Regions from separate parts of the Gossypium hirsutum genome. Here region 1 is linked to region 2. Evidence: chromatin contacts called from public Hi-C data. All regions are on one chromosome and are shown on one strand. The core of a region is the stretch at or near the end of the contact, and the rest is flanking DNA. Distances in the headings are between cores, read along the strand shown. Region 1 holds the start of LOC121221099 (probable ubiquitin conjugation factor E4). Region 2 holds the start of LOC121221093 (chaperone protein ClpB3, chloroplastic).

Evidence for each region. Hi-C and Micro-C count contacts between places; a contact is called where the count stands out from the background.
Region 1: a contact with region 2 is called in a Hi-C map of leaf, with 2.2 times the contacts expected there. The contact joins the promoter of LOC121221099 here to the promoter of LOC121221093 in region 2. A contact is called at or near these places in 2 of 34 Hi-C or Micro-C datasets (leaf and petal).

What each region holds. Positions count from the first base shown.
Region 1 is chrD09:2,815,934-2,821,218 of Gossypium_hirsutum_v2.1, reverse strand. It overlaps LOC121221099 (probable ubiquitin conjugation factor E4), which reads left to right and starts at 3,112. Exons shown (of 16, transcript XM_041101576.1): 1 at 3,112-4,351. The coding sequence starts at 3,465.
Region 2 is chrD09:2,618,652-2,624,087 of Gossypium_hirsutum_v2.1, reverse strand. It overlaps LOC121221093 (chaperone protein ClpB3, chloroplastic), which reads right to left and starts at 3,571. Exons shown (of 10, transcript XM_041101567.1): 1 at 3,060-3,571; 2 at 2,010-2,228; 3 at 1,618-1,855; 4 at 1,118-1,313; 5 at 731-785; 6 at 471-621; 7 at 66-374. The coding sequence starts at 3,308.

The DNA.
Region 1 (5,285 bases), core at 1,863-4,362, 200 kb before region 2:
TTTGGTTCAGCCAAATAGTACAGTTTATTCTTTAAAGTTTCCCCTGTTTCGCTGTCTGACAGTTCCGACCACTCTTCACTAAAAATTAATTATCTCATTGTACAGAATTCGGATGATGTTTTAGCTTGCTTCTTCTAAAAATAGACTCATTAAGGATTCTAACCATATAAACTATAACTCATAATCATTTCTGTACAATTTTTAATGATTTTCCAAAGTCAGAACAGGGGAACCCGAATTCATTCTGACCTTGTCTCACAAAATCTATTATATCTCATGATTTACAATTCCATTGCTCACATCATTTCTTTTATAAGAAACTAGACTCAATAAGCTTTAATTTCATATTTTATTCATCCTCTAATTCAATCTCTACAATTTTTGGTGATTTTTCAAAGTTACACTACTGCTGCTGTCCAAAACTGCTTTAGTGCAAAATGTTGATTTCCATTTTGCCCCAAATTTCACAGTTTATACAATTCGGTCCTTTCTCAATTAACCCCTCAATTAATCTAATTTTCTCAATTAGTACTTTACTAGACATTATAAGTTGTTACACAACTATTGAAATTCAGAATTGCCACATATAACTCTATCTTCAAACTCTTTTACTATTAGGTCCCAAACATTCACTTTCTATTCAATTCTTTCAATAAAATCAGCATATGAACAATTTAAAGCTCTAATTTCATGCTAAATCATCATATACTTCCAGCACATATTCATATAAACTTTCAACTTCTTTCATAAAATCAAAAACTAATGAATTTAACAAGTGGGCCTAGTTGTAAAAGTCATAAAAATACAAAAATTTCAAGAAATAGTCAAGAATTGAACTTACTTGTAATAAAAATATGAAGAACCAGCTTGAAGAAGCCCTTCCATGGTGTTTTAGCTGATGAGAATTCAGAAAAATGAAGAGAAATCTAGATAATTCCACTTGGGTCCTAACTTTATTAAGCAAATTTTGCAATTTTCCAATTTTGCCCTTAATTCTCCTTACTTTCTTGCTGATTTCATGCCTCTGCCGTCCAGCCCAAATAGACCTTGGGTCTATTTGCTTTTAAGCCCTCTTCCTTTTATCATTTAAGCTATTTAATCATTTCCCAAAATTTTGCATTTGTTACAATTTAGTCCTTTTTGTTCAATTAATTATCGGAACTTTAAAATTTCTTAACGAAACTTTAATACTAACTTTTTAACACTCCATAAATATTTATAAAAATATTTATGGCTCAGTTTAAAATCCCCGAGGTCTTGATACCTCATTTCGATTCTAATTATTTTAATATTTATTTCTAGTGCACTATTCACTATTTCAAAAATTTTCCTAACTTCATATTTAACTTATACTTGCTAAATTAATAATATTTTCTACCCATTTGTCGAATTTAGTGATCTCGAATCACCGTTCCGACACCTCTGAAAATTCAAGCCATTACATTTTTTTTTTTCGTCGGATTTGTGGTCCCGAAACCACTGTTCCGACTAAGCCTAAAATCGGGCTATTACAGAAAACCTACCAAATTAAAGTTTTCTTACAAGTGGCTTGAAGGGAAGCATTCTAAGGCTAATCTTGAAGCCCAACCTGTGGATGCACGGCTTATACCAGTTGGCACTGAAATTGATGCTCTTGGGCAACTGTCAACCATTGAACAAAGGATGCTACAACATTTGGATGTTGAAATTGCCTCTCACGAACGCATCATTCCACAACTTCAAGCCAACGTACATGGTGCTAAGCCTTGATGAATGATCTGCTAGCCAAGCAACTCTAACAACACTTTGGCAAACTTATTGAACAAACAGAGGGAGTAGGCACTGTTATTTCTTTAATGATTTTCAATTTTCAATTCTTTTTGAAGACGTAGTGTTGGAACTTTGAACTCAATTTTATATAGGTTGGTTGTTATATTTTTGAATCCTTTTTCTATTATGCTCGCTTATATATAATTTCTAGTATTTTGATCATCCTCTTTTATGAAATTAATGATTAATTTGTTTGATTATGTCCGTAGTTAAGTATGATTAATTAAGGGGAAGTTACTTAGGCAAGCATTTATATCTCTTGTTGAATATGTTTTCATTTTATGGTTTTGTTCAAAAAATTGCCAAAATTAGAGATTGTTGAGGTAATTTTTGAGCAGTTTTTACAGGTTCATAGTATTGCTCAGCTTAGAAACTTTTCATGTTTAAGTTGACAAATTTTGACAACAAAAATTATTTGGCTTTGAATCTTTTCGGTACTTTGGATGTCTATAAGCACATTTATGATATCCAAGTTGGTTATAACAACATATCCTAAAGATTGGTTTGGATTGGATAAACACAATCAACTTCCCAAGTTTGGTGGGATTGGAATCGGGTAAAACTTGGAAGCATATATTGGAGATTCAAGATTCATCCCAAGCACATTGGAGATATTTTTTGTGCTTGTTATCTTGCTAGTTTTAGTGGAAGATTGGTTGTAATTGATATCATATATTAGCAAGTCTCACTTCTTTATAAATTGAGGAGACTTGTAGTTATACTGATATGAGAACACTTATTATTGTTCATGGAGGAACATTTCTCGTGAGTTCGTTAAGTACAAAATCAAATGAGTTACTTGGTTATTTGCCATAAGTTTGTATGGGGAAAACTTAGAAGAGAGTTATTTAGATATTAGGTACAAAAGTGAGGAGTTTAATTTAGTGAGTGTCAGAAGTTGTAATCATTTGTATGTATTTTTAAGATAGTAGATTATCTTTCTAGACAACGCCTTTTTTATTTAGAAAAATTGAACTTTGTGAATATTTACTTTTCTACTTTGTTCATTCTTAATTTTAAAAGTAGTTAACCTTAGTCCCAAACACTACTTCAAACACTACGCAAGTTTGCTTTCAAATATAAATTTAATTTATTTTAATTTTAATAATAAATTAAAATTTAAGTAATTCTTAATATTTTATTAAAAGTATATTAATATTTTGATAATTTTTTTTGAAATAATAGTACAAAATATTAATATTTTAATAATATAAATATTATCCTTAGCTTTGTTTCCAAATAATAAAATACAAATTAAAATTCAAGTAGATATTAAATTAATTTTGGTAGTAAAAAAAATCTGAAAATATTTGTAAGTATACTTGCGATAAAAGAAAGAAAGAGGAGAGTTTACGAGATTCCAAAGAAACAAAGAAGTTGAACGTGGCAGTATCATAGTGAATCAACAAGCCGATCAACGGCCACAAAGACTTGGAGAAAAACAGAACCAAGTTCAAGACCAACTCAATCAGCCTTTTCCTACAATCTTCATGAAACCTATTTCTCAATCTTCATTTATCTGTTTTCCTCCATAGTTTTCTTCAAAGCCTAATTATTCTTCTCTCTCCGGAATATAAAGAGAACCCTATTTGTTTCTCAGGAAAATAAAGGAGGGAAAAAACCAAGTTTTTATCCCCTTTTTTGTCTTCGAAACTATGGCTACGCAAAAACCCCAAAGAGCCCCAGAAGAAATAGAAGATATGATCCTAAGGAAGATCTTCCTTGTAACCCTTAAAGAGAACCCAGAGAACCCATCATCATCTTCTTCTGATCCAAGGGTTGTTTACCTAGAGATGACCGCAGCTGAGATCTTAAGTGAAGGCAAAAGTCTTTTACTTTCACGTGATCTAATGGAAAGGGTTTTAATTGATCGTCTGTCTGGTGAATTCCCTAATTCAGAACCCCCTTTTAATTATCTCATTGGTTGTTATAAGCGAGCTCATGAAGAAATCAAGAAGATTTCCAACATGAAAGACAAGACGCTGCGTTCTGGGATGGAATCTGCTGCTAAACAGGCTAAGAAGTTGGCTGTTTCATATGCTAGGATTCATCTGGGAAATCCTGATTTGTTTTCTAATGGGAATTTAAAAGATAGTAACCCCAAAGCCGGTTCTTCTTTGTCTTCCAGTTCCCCTTTGTTTCCCTTAGTTTTTGCTGAAGTTTCAAGTGGAGTAATGCTTGATGGGTTTGGAGGGAATGATTTTGGAAGTCGGGTGGATTGTCCACCTGGGTTTTTGGAAGACTTCTTTAAGGATTCAGATTTTGATACTTTGGACCCTATCTTAAAAGGTTTGTATGAGGATTTAAGAGGGAGTGTTTTGAAAGTTTCAGCTTTGGGAAATTTTCAGCAACCTTTGAGGGCTTTGTTGTATTTGGTTAAGTTCCCTGTTGGTGCTAAAAGCTTGGTTAATCATCCATGGTGGATTCCTAAAGGAGTTTACTTGAATGGACGTGTCATCGAAATGACTAGCATTTTGGGCCCCTTTTTCCATGTTAGTGCTCTGCCTGATCATACCATTTTCAAGAGCCAGCCTGATGTTGGGTGAGTTTGGATGTTGATTTTTGCGTTAGCTTGTTGTGTTAATTGAGAACGAGTATTACCTCATTATGTTTATATACATGACTATTATTTTTAATCTGGTTCTATATAAGTTGTTGGAAACATAGCTGGCATTGTAGAATGCACTTTTGCTTTGCACATTGGGTTGAATGATTGAACTCTTTGGGTGTCAAATGAATGTTTAGTAAGTACATTTTACTAGGGTAACTGATCTTAGGCCAGTTAGTATTAGGAAGCATTTATATCAGGGTTTCTCATTTGAGCAAGCATTGAGGCCAGTGCATTGGTTGATACTTGTATAAGGGAAGACATGTTCAGTTTTTTGAACTGAATGACATCTCAAAACCAATGGTTTAATTACCTTGTCTGGCCTCTTGGTGCAGTTGCTTAATAATGATCTACTGGTGGGATAGTTGGTTAGCAATGGCAGTCAATTGCAGCTTTTTGTTGTTTTGATGATGTCAACTATTGGAATCTTTGTCGAGGGTGAACTCTTAATTATGTTGCTTGTTGGCTGTTATTGTTGTAGCAGTCTTGATTGCTCCTCTCAAGTTTTTTGAGTGAATGGGGAGATTGAGTAACTGTTTTCTCATTGGAGCTGCCTTCCTAAATTTGGATTGATACTTGGCATTTGTTGAGTTTCATATTTTTTGTTCACTGGAATAAAGTTGAATAGTTTGTACTAATTCGACTTGTTTATACATCCATGTAATTTACTATTCGACTCGTGGTTAGCATTGTGTAAATTTTATTTTTTTATTGTTTAAACTAGTAAGAAAATCTTCACTTTTTGCATTTGAGAGAGACTCTATGAAGTGCTTGAGTGTGTTCCATATAATGATGTTTGATGCTGATCTTTATTTGTTTGGAAGCTTCTTTTTATCAGTGTGTTTTACAGGTCCTTTGGAAATTTAAA
Region 2 (5,436 bases), core at 2,322-4,821:
AGTCCGCAAATACGAGCATCGCCAACTCAATAATACCTGTTTATATGTGTTCGCTCATATGTTACCTTTGTCAGGTAAAAATCGGCCACTAATGTAACGGTCAGACAAGATTGCAGCCTCCACAAGTGCACTGTCAGAAATACGGACACCATGATGAAGCTCATATCTCTCACGAAGCCCCCGGAGAATAGAAATTGTATCTTCTACTGTTGGTTGATCAACATAAACCTGCTGGAAACGACGTTCCAGGGCAGGATCTTTCTCAATGTATTTACGATATTCATCTAGAGTCGTTGCCCCAATACATCGCAGTTCTCCCCGACCAAGCATAGGCTTCAACAGATTGCCTGCGTCCATTGCACCATTGGTGGCACCTGAAATAGAATACCATTTTCCACAGTACACAAATCACATATCATCAAATATTGGATAAACAACCGATAAATCTAAAAACACAACAAAAGCCTTACCTGCCCCAACAACTGTGTGAATCTCATCAATGAAGAGGATAATTTGGCCTTCTGAATCAGTGACTTCCCGAAGTACAGCCTTCAGTCTGTCTTCAAACTCTCCTCGATATTTAGCCCCAGCTATGAGTGCACCCATGTCGAGTGAGATAAGCTGTAGAAAGAAACTGGTTTATTAGCATCAGCAACATTGTGATTCGAACACCCACCCCCACCCCCAACCCGGGTTTTCTTCCTGGAAAGAAAGGGCTAGATAAGTTCACCTTACGGTTCATCAAAGCCTGAGGGACATCCCCTTGAACGATTCTTTGGGCAAGCCTGTTAAAAGAAATAGAATGATAATGTAGATAATGTAGAAATTAAGCTAACACTAACTGCAAAATGCTAATTTCTACAAATTGACTTATGTTGAGACTTTTTTTTAAGGACCAATGTCTTAACATCGGTATCCGATGCATAGCTAGATACAGATTTGGGAATATGATCTCTAAAGACTCCGAATACATAGACATCTCTTAAAATTTTGAACATATCCATGTCAGACACAAACCCAAGTCCAAGTCCAAGTAACATAGCATATACTGAAAGTTCATGGTCTTGTTTCATTGCAAGGCCATTTACAACTATGAAGCTGAAACTTAAGTGCTTACCCTTCAGAAATTGCAGTTTTACCGACACCCGGTTCACCAATGAGCACAGGGTTGTTCTTTGTTCTCCTAGAAAGGATTTGAATGCACCTACGTATTTCATCATCTCTTCCAATAACTGGATCAAGCTTTCCTTCTCTCGCCATTGCTGTTAGATCTTTCCCATACTTCTCCAACGCTTCATACTTTCCTTCGGGGTCTATATTCGAAGTCGAAATGTCAGGAAAACAGAAAACATGCAGATAAACCCCAAGAATAAATGAGCAACCAAAAACACCAAAGCCTCAAGAAGCAACGTTATGACATTGAGAATTGAATCAATCCCATAATCCACTAAAAGGCACTGATATACGAGGATAAACAAAAAGGTCATACCAGTCATCCATGTGGGTAAAAAGAATATGATTCAGACTCAACAAATCAAAAATGTTGAGACATTTTTGCACGAGACAAACGCATATGGTTTGGTTAATAGGATGTAAAGAAAGGGGAAATTCTGTAACCTTGGTCGGTAACTGACTGACGTCCCCTAATAGATTCTATTGCGGATTTCAAGGCTTGGTTGGATATCTGGAAATCCTTGAACAACTGCTTCCCAAAACGCCGATCTTGTGTAAATCCAAGAACCAAATGCTCGACAGAAACAAACGAATCCCCGTACTCCTTTTTGTACTCTCTTGCTCGCTGCATCAGTGCTTCCAAATCACGTCCTAACATTGAACCAGCAGATTCACCCAAAACCTAGTAAAGCAGAGAAGAGATATTATCAAAAAAACAGCACTACCTAATCCACAGATGAAACTAGGAAAACGGTGAGACATAGAGGCAAGCAATGTAGTAAAGTTCAAGTACCAATTGGTTAAGGTTTGATACAAACATATGTGAGAGGAGTTACCTTCGGCTGGCGTTGGATGAACTTATCAGTCGCTTCGAGAAGGCGAGTATTGTCAACTCCGACTTTCAAAAATATTCGCCGAGCAAGACCATTCTTCTGCTCCAATAGAGCTTTCATCAAGTGTTCAGTCTCCACTATTTGATGCTTATTCTCTTTAGCCACATCTGGTGAAGAAACAATGGCTTGCCAGGCCATTTCAGTGAAGTCCTGTTGTGTAATCTGTCATAACATCCCAACCCCAACTCAGCAAAAAGAATTCACAAAGACAATTACATAATAAAGCAAGCTACTTCACACTAAGTTGACTAAGCCATATTCAAATATGGATACGAGGATATAATCAAGAAATCTCAAAACACATGAAAATATAAGAAAACTATTGAACATTCTTTAGGGGGATCGGCTCTCTTTCTGTAGAAGTCTTTGAAGTGCTGTCTGTGAACCCTCAAATAATGAAGGTATTATGCCCGGGTGTCTATACTTGGTTTTAGCTCCGGATTTGTCTCTTTACTCCGAGAAAAGCACAAAAGGATTCAAGTCGTTTGGCAGGAGCATTAATCCACGAAGGAAATGTTTAACCTTTAGTCTTGGTGGGTTTCGAACCCCACCAAGGCCAAATGTTAAACATTTCTTTGGTGTACTAGACGCACTCCATGAATCCGTATGGCTCTCCTCGGAATAAGGAGACAAAACCTGGGGTTAAAACCGAGCACAGACATTCTGGGCACAATTTCTCCAGTGTTTGAGGATCTGATCCGGTGCTCGATGGACGACAATACTTCTCCCGAAAGAGGGCAGACCCCTCAACAAACATACTCGTATCCAACAATTACACACGAGTACTAGCATCTCTACATACAACATTCGCACTGAACCAATGAAAATCACTGAAGAAGCAACTCGAAATCAATACAGATTCGGTCTCTTTAACACTAATTAAACTAGAATTATTAAAACAAATCATGTTTCTCTACTTAAAAAGAAATATATCGAGACGATGCATATGGAAATAAAATAAAATAAAAAACTATCGGCTACTAACAAGCTAACCTTCCCAGTTGAAGCTTCACAACGAACAACGAAAGGCCTTGAAGAAGTCCTTGAAAACCTCTCAAAAACCCCATTTTTCCTTAACTGAAGTGGTTTAAAGGATTTCAATGAATTGGGTTTTGAAGGAAAGCTCAAAGAAAGGCGTGGGTGAGTTAAAAGGAGATTGTTTATATTAGAAACAGAACGTGTAGCACAAAAACTGAAACCATTAACAGACGCCATTGAAGTAGTAGAAGAAGAAGCCGCCATTGTTGGACTGATTTAAGTTCAGATTTCAAAAAGATGAAATAAGTTCAAATGAATTTAACAAAAATAATCGATTGGCTTTGCGTGGAGTAAGGGGGAAAAAATGAACTTGTAGAGTTCTAGTTGCTGTCTCTCGGCTTTTCTCGAAATCCCTCGGTTTTGTTTGGTTTTCCTCTGCGTTTTCTGTAGTTTGGGGATGTCGTTTTAAGGAATGAAAGTTCTGGTCGGACATATATAAGGTTTAAGTGGAGAGAATATCGGTAATCATCTATGTTCTTACACGTGGCTCTTATTTTGTGGATATGATGGAAATATAATAATAATTATTTTTTAAAATATTATGGATAATTTTTACGGATTTAATTTCTTTACTATTCAGATTTCAAAATTCAAATCTAGTTATTAAATTTGTTACTGTGACATTTAAAAAAAACTACTTACTTGCTATGTAAAAAAAGATACTGTTAAACTTAAATTTTAAAATCTAAAAAAAAATAAGAAACTAAATTTTTAATTTTCAAAAAATACAAAAATTATATACATATTTTAACCTATTATATAATGCACATAAATAATTATTTTATTTTTCTTAATTTAAAATTAAAATATACCTTAAATATTATTACATTTATTCAACTATCTTTATAAATAAACTTAATAAAAACTTTATATGAAATTCTTTATAAAACAAAATCAATGGGCAATTTAACAATAAAAGTCCTTTTTTTCAAAAATTACCGAAATGGGCCCATTATTTAATTATTTACTAGAATGGTCTTTTTTCCGCGAAATCGTGTCCACGTCAGCGCGATGTCAAGGTACGCGCCAGGAAATCGCGTCCACGTCAGCGCGAGTTGCTGACGTGGCAGCAAATCGCGCCCTTGACGTGATTTCCTGGCGCGTACCCTGACATCGCGCTGACGTGGACGCGATTTCGCGGTTTTTCCCATATTAGTTTTTTTGGCTTTTAGGGTTTAGGGTTCAGGCTTTTTAGGGTTTTTAGGTCCTGGAAGAAATAATTTTGAGTTGATTTTTCTGATAAAATAGTATAAAATCGCTTCTAGCAGGATGCTATTTGAGAAGAATTTGTGAAATCGCGCCCTCATGGACGCGCTTTTGCTACAGTAGATCACGGAAGAAATAATTATTTTTTGACGTTTCTGAGCAAATAGTATAAAATCGCTTCTAGCAGGATGCTATTTGAGAAGAATTTTTGAAATCGCGGCCTCGTCAGTGCGCTTTTGCTACAGTAGGTCATGTAAGAAATAATTTTTTTGATGTTTCTGAGCAAATAATATAAAATCGCTTCTAGCAGGATGCTATTTGAGAAGAATTTGTGAAATCGTGCCCTCGTAGACGCACTTTTGCTACAGTAGCATGATTGGGCTAAGGCTATAAGCTAGGCAGAAAATGTTCTCAGAATGCATAAAGTCACAGCAGAAACAATTTAGAGAGACTAAGAAGGTTAGAGTTTCAAATATGAGTGAACGTATTAGTGCTGTTATTTACTACGATGGTGAGGTTTGCCACACCGAGAATGGTGTTGTTTTTTTGTCAGAGAATACGGTGCGACTAGTTTTTAACCAGAACATAGATTTGACAGAACTTCGTAAAAGGATTAGGCGTACAATTTTTGGAACGACGCCAATGAAAAGTTCTGCCTATCACGTATCGATTTTGTTCTTCTGTTGATTCGGTGACATAAGACTCGTTCGACATAAAAGGTGCTCGTAGCTTGGAGGCAATGGTGCAGGCTCATCTTGCTAGTGGAGCATCTTATATTGAGTTATATATACAATTTACATCGCCAACTGATGTACCAGCAACCGGTGTTCGAGATGTATACACCACCCCTAGCCGACACTCGGTCAACAGGTTACAAAATACGGAACAGCCCATGTTCGGTAGCGGTGTCGAATGCATATCCCCTGCAAGACACTCTGTCGGTGGATGGGACATGTACGTCGGTGGCTCGATGTTTGATGCTGGAAATACGTACTGAGGAGCGGCATCAAGTTCTAGCGGGTGGCAATCTACATCCAATTGGGGACGTTATCAAATGCCCAGAAGAATGGATGATGTACTCCTTACGACGTCAACCGGTGAGGGGACCTCGTACACTACAGATAAT